Regions from separate parts of the Macaca mulatta genome. Here region 2 is linked to region 1. Evidence: chromatin contacts called from public Hi-C data. All regions are on one chromosome and are shown on one strand. The core of a region is the stretch at or near the end of the contact, and the rest is flanking DNA. Distances in the headings are between cores, read along the strand shown. Region 1 holds the start of STK17A (serine/threonine kinase 17a). Region 2 holds the start of PSMA2 (proteasome 20S subunit alpha 2).

Region 1 (3,035 bases), core at 318-2,817:
AGCTTTCTGAGCTGCCTATCTTTCCAGGATTTCAGTCATCCAAGTCTTTGCTGGGAGAGGAATTTTTTAACTTTTGCCAACTTTTCTGTTTTTTCTTAGTGAGAATGTTGATCACAAATAAACTAATATTATCAGTGCCAGAAGCAAAACTCCGAGACAGTTTGAGCAGAGCAGTGGCACGATTTGGTTTCGATTTTTTTTTTTTTTTTTTTTTTTTGAGACGGAGTCTCGCTCTGTTGCCCAGGCTGGAGTGCAGTGGCGCCATCTCGGCTCACTGCAAGCTCCGCTTCCCGGGTTCACGCCATTCTCCCGCCTCAGCCTCCCGAGTAGCTGGGACTACAGGCGCCCGCCATCACGCCCGGCTAATTTTTTGTATTTTTAGTAGAGACGGGGTTTCACCGTGTTAACCAGGGTGGTCTCGATCTCCTGACCTCATGATCCGCCTGCCTTGGCCTCCCTAAGTGGTGGGATTACAGGCGTGAGCCACCGCGCCCGGCCTGGTTTCGATTTTTAAAAGATCACTCTCATTGCCTTGAAAATGAACTATGCGGCATTAGGGAGGAAGAAGGATGGAAGCAGGTGGTCCAGTTAGTAAACTATCACAGTAATCCAGATAAGAGATAACGGTGGCTCAGGCCATGGTGGTAAGGTGGAAATAGAGAGAAATGATCAAATGCCGCATTGACAAACTGCAGATGGGCATGAGAGAGGAGTCAATGCTCATCCCAAGATTTTTGGCCTGAAGAGTTAGAAGGAAGGAGATGAAGAAAACTGAGACGGGGAAAGCTGGGTAGGAGTGCATTCATGAAGACCAATCAGGAACTCACTTTTGTGTATGTTAAGCCTGAGATGCTAATTTGACATCTAAGTGGAGATGCCAAATGCATAGTTGAATACACCATTCTGAAGTTCAGGAAATATTTGAAAGCTAGAGATACAAATTCTGTAGTCATGAGCATATAGATGGTAATTAAAGTCGTAAGACTGGATGAGAAGACCTCTAAAGTAAATATAGGGACGACTACAGACGATATAATAGTGTCTATTTCAAAGGGCTGGCGTGCAGGGTTAATAATATTTATACAACTCCTGCCTCCAGACCCCTCCCCCAGTGTACGGAGATCAGGGTCTCATCACCCCTTCCCACCACGTGAAGTCCCGCTTACAGCTCAAATGCCTTTTATTAACCGAAGGTCAGCTTTTGTGACTCAGATGCTCAACAGGTGCACAACTCTGCTAACGCAGTAGGCAGTCCTGGCCAAAGGGTGGTGCTGTGAGTCGCCTCCAGCCTCCGGGCCGTCCTGAAAGCTGCACCTTCTCCCCCCGAGCTGCAGAGGGCGCGCGTGAGGCATCGGGCGCTCAGGACCCCGCAGGAGCTCAGCGAGGGGGCGGGGCAGCCACGGAGTGAGGCTTGGACGGGGAGGGGCGGGGTTAGGTGCGGGGCGGACGTGGGGTGGGGTTGGCCGGGGCCAAAAGCAGGGCGCAGGGCAGGCGCGGGATGGTCACGGGGCGGGGCCAGGCGCGGGGCCATGGGCGGGGCCGAGCTGCCGGTAGCCTGCCTGCCGCAGTCCGAGCGCCGCGCTGGGGAGAGCGGGTGTTTGAAGGCTCCGCGGACCGGCACTAGGAGCCGGGGGCGGGTCCGTGACCCTCCGGCTTCTCAGAGCGAACAGGCGGCCAGGAAAGAAGCGGGCCTGAACACCATGATCCCTCTGGAGAAGCCGGGCAGCGGCAGCTCCTCCCCAGCCGCCACCTCAGGCTCGGGCCGGGCCGGCCGGGGTCTGAGCGTGCCGTGCCGGCCGCCGCCGCCGCCACAGGCCCGCGGGCTGCTGACAGAGATCCGCGCCGCGGTGCGCACCGAGCCCTTCCAGGACAGCTACAGCCTGTGCCCGGGCCGGGAGCTGGGCAGGTGAGGACGGGCGGGGCCCGGCGCGGAACCTTTCCGGACGCGCGGGGCGGGACGCTGGCGCCGATAAGCGCCGGGGCCCCGGCGGCGAGCCTGAGGTGGCGTTGCTGCTGCCGATAACGCGCTTTGTGACTTGGCACGAACTTGGGTGCTGACGGCGAGTAGGGCAGCCGAGTCGCACCAGCGCCTCCCCACCCCCACCACGCGCCGCGCCCAGCGAGCGAGTGATGGTAACTCGATGGCGGTCCCGGAGGCGCGGACACTTTCCTCTCCTCAGCCCTTTGGTTCTCTGTGGCGTTTCGAATGGCGATTTAACGAGAGAAGGTGCGGACCGCGCTCTGCTTTTCACCCCGAGCAGCGGGTCTGAAAACCAGAGGTCTGTGGAGCCGGCTTTGCTTTTTTCCTTCAACTCTTGCGACTTTCTTGGTCTCTCTGTGTGGTTTTAATAAAATACAGCATCCGTTGTGACAGCTTCCTTTGCACCGGTGCTCTGTTACCTTGTGTCGGTCTTCTGCTGAATTCATTTTCGTTTTCTTGGTTGGTTTTGTGCCTTTTTAGTTCTAAAATATTTAGGTCCCTTTGCCTCGAGTTAGATTGGTTTCTTTCGTAGGCGCTTGGCCCTTTTCTCGCTCTTTTTACTTTGCTGGGAACCGATTCTTCCCTTCTCCCCTCACCCTACCCTAGCCCACCGTTTTTTTTTGTGGGAATAGGGAGAGCTTGTCTCCGAAGTTGCAAGTGCAGGCTATTCGGATGCTTTACATTTTGCATGCTGAAGAGGGGTGATCGAGTGATTTTTGTGGGATTTGGGGACTCTTCCTTGAGAACAGCTTGGGGAAGTTGTTAAATTCTCTGGCTTTGGGGGCAGACTTGAGTTCATATTCGTGCCCTGGTTGCTGTGTTTTCCTCTGGAGGGGTTAGACTCCCCAGCCTCACTTTCCTCATCCGTAAAATCAGTATAATGATGACACTACCTACCTCAGAGGTGTCCTGAAGATGCCATGCCTGTCAAGCGCATACCACTGGGCTTGCCACATGGCGTTCAGTAAATGTTCTCATTATTGCCAGCATTTGTCATGGTTGCAAAATAGCACCATGTTGTAATGGGAAAGGGCCTGACAGTTGGAACAGCCTT
Region 2 (2,904 bases), core at 134-2,633, 680 kb before region 1:
GGATCCCTTGAGCCCAAGAGCTGGAGGCTGCCAAGTCCCTGTCTCTAAAAAGAGGACCACATTTGTTTTCTTCACAAATATGAACAGTGAATACATCCTGCACACACTCTTCTGTCATATGTAATATGACACTTTTTATTGCATAATTAATCTTGTTCAAAGGTTACAAAAAAAAACTATTACGTACACTCACTGCTTACTGAAAACTGCCAAGAGAAAGGTACTTTTGGAATTTAAGACATTATGTAATAGAAAGTGTATTAATTTTTGTTATCAGAAAAAAATCCAGTTTGAATGTCAACTCAGCTACTAACCGATGACCTCAGACAAGTTATTTAATTTGTACAAGCTGTGGTTAGTTCATCTGTAAGAAGCTGAGATAACATTCATCATAGCAGTGGAAAGAGATGGAGCAGGTTACGGTTAAGTTGCACCTACACAGAAAGTACTCAACAAGTTAAATCCCGCCTGCCTTCAGTTGTCAGGACTACATTTGAAGTAAACTGGGCATTACTGATCCTTAAGAAAATGGGTAAGTCAGAAAACTTCCCCAGTCAATTTTTAAAAGTCTTCGTTGATGACTTCCTCACATTGGGAGCCACGGTTCGCCTCAACTATTTTGGAAAGTAAACTTACTATTCTAATCCCCTGTTCTACAATAGAAAAGCCTACAAACTTGTTTAAAGTAAACATCCCCCTCTGCGTTCCCCCTCCACACACCAAAAAAAAAGGCCAAAACTCAAACTGTTGCCTCGTTGTTAAGGGTTCACAAAAAAAGTGATAGGCGCTTTCGGTTTTTACTCCTTATGTTTCTAATTCATGCATCGAAGAAATCGAAAGCGGGAGGTTTTGAAAGACACTAGTGCCAAACGGAGACCAAGACTTCGACTTAACCGTAAAGCTGAGAGTTTTCCAAGAAAAGGGGATCCCACATATTTGACCATGATTCCGAGTTTCAGAAACCACCGCATCAGGTCCACTTGAGCCAGGAAAAAAAATCCTGGGTTCGGAACGGGCCACCCAAAGATGGTTGAGCTAAAACTGCCTTCTTTTCTAGTCTCCAAAGTGAAAGCGAATCCTTGGCTATGTGCCTCACCGTCCCGCAGCCCCCCGATCCTCCAGCAGCCTCCGACCAAGGAAGCTCCAGGAATCCCGAGCCGGCCTGGCAAATGACTTTGCAAAGCCGCATTTCCACCTCCATTCTCTACTGGACCCTCCAGAAGCACCAATCCCGACGTCAGGATGGGAAAAACTAAGTCGACAGAGCTCCTGCAACCTCGACTACGCTGAGGACCTCGAGGGCCCCTTCCATACCTGAATGTAGTCAGCGAAAAGCTGTACCCGCGCTCCGCCATCTTTACCCGAAGAGCCAAAGCACATCCGCATACATGCGCACTGTGGCCGATTTTCTTTCATTTCCCCGCCCCTCGCCCTTCCTTTTCTCTCTATGATTGGAGGAGAGTCAGAGCTGCTCCAAGAGCATGCGGGGTGTTGTAGTTCTAGAAAGGGAGGCTTGCCCGATTCTGTGCCTGTGCGCATGCTGAAAGCAGGGGCGGGACCGGGGCGGTCTTCCAGCAGGGAAAATGGCGCTGGCCATGCTGGTCTTAGTGGTTCCGCCGTGGCCTGCGGCCCGGGGCCTGCTTCGAAACTACTGGGAGCGACTGCTGCGGAAGTTTCCGCAGAACCGGCCGGGCTTTCCCAGTCCTCCGTGGGGTAGGTAAAGAAGGGAGAGGGGACTGATGACGGGACCTCGGGCAGCGTCGCAGACGCAGCTTACACTCTTAACCCTCTCCCGGGTTCTCATCCGCGGCCGCACGTCCGGGACGTAGTTCGTGACATTCACATATTAGCGAGAACATGACTGTTTTTGCGCTCCCTCCACCGCAAAAACAAAAAACAAAAAAAACTTCTGCTTGCTCCATTCGTACACAGGATGTAACCTTGTGTCAAAGATAAATCATAGCCAGCCAGTAATTAAAGTGCTGAAAACGGATTTTATTCAGTAACTACTGCAGATAAAGAGCTGAGCGCCATCCCGGTTCGTGCAGAGGTGACTTGGGCGTTTTAAAGGGAGAATGAGCGAGGCGGGAGTGTAGGGGCTCTGTAGAGTCAGAGAAGTGTAGTACAGTGAAGTCAGTGCAAATGTGATTAGCCGGCCGTGTCTGCTAGCTCGCAGTTATCTTAGGTAGGATTCTGTCCTCCCGCAGATAGTGGGAGACAAAGGCCCTATCCTTCCTAATGATTAGATATCGAAGGAATGGCTCTCAGGGCCTTGAGAGAAACGCTTCCGAGTTAGTTGCAAGGGATACGTATTTACAATTATGTGCCCTTTCCAGGAAATGCTCTAAGGGAGTTCAGGGACCTACTATCAGGAGTATGTTGGCTAAAATAAATAGGAAATTTTCCAGGCAGCGTTGAGCTTTCTCAGGCAGTCACTTTAAAGGAGGGCCGAGGTCATCCTAGGATACAGTCTTATGCTGCTAGAAACTATGCTAGAGTTTGGTCAAGTCTGTTGAGTTCAGGGATTTGTACAGAGTTGTCCTCCGAGGACAGTTCTGCAGGTCTCACTTGGCATCAAGGCTCACCACTCTCTGGATCTGTCTTTCCTTTCCAGCCCTGTCTTCACCTCACCTCCCCTTCCCCTCTCCCCCTGTACTCTTCCCTTCCCTCCCCTCCCCTCTTCCCTCCTTTCCTCCCTCCCTCCCGCACAGTACATGTTTTCTGTGGTGTTTGAGCTCTGAGGAGATGAATTCTGTTTCCCATATTTCACTTGGAATTAATCTTAATTGGAAGTATCTTGGATGTTGAAACTGTCATTGCTTTGGCATTTACATTCTACTCAATTTCTAAGCAGCCTGAAAGTGATAATATCCAGAAATATACCAAGAAAATATATGCCACTAT

The links. A called contact is a pair of places that touch in the nucleus more often than the background predicts.
Region 2: a contact with region 1 is called in a Hi-C map of cortical neurons, with 7 times the contacts expected there. The contact joins the promoter of PSMA2 here to the promoter of STK17A in region 1.

What each region holds. Positions count from the first base shown.
Region 1 is chr3:84,775,251-84,778,285 of T2T-MMU8v2.0, reverse strand. It overlaps STK17A (serine/threonine kinase 17a), which reads left to right and starts at 1,567. Exons shown (of 7, transcript XM_001095883.5): 1 at 1,567-1,906. The coding sequence starts at 1,701.
Region 2 is chr3:85,453,465-85,456,368 of T2T-MMU8v2.0, reverse strand. PSMA2 (proteasome 20S subunit alpha 2) reads right to left here and starts at 1,383. Exons shown (of 8, transcript NM_001266881.1): 1 at 1,315-1,383. The coding sequence starts at 1,355. It overlaps MRPL32 (mitochondrial ribosomal protein L32), which reads left to right and starts at 1,566. Exons shown (of 3, transcript XM_001097622.5): 1 at 1,566-1,713. The coding sequence starts at 1,584.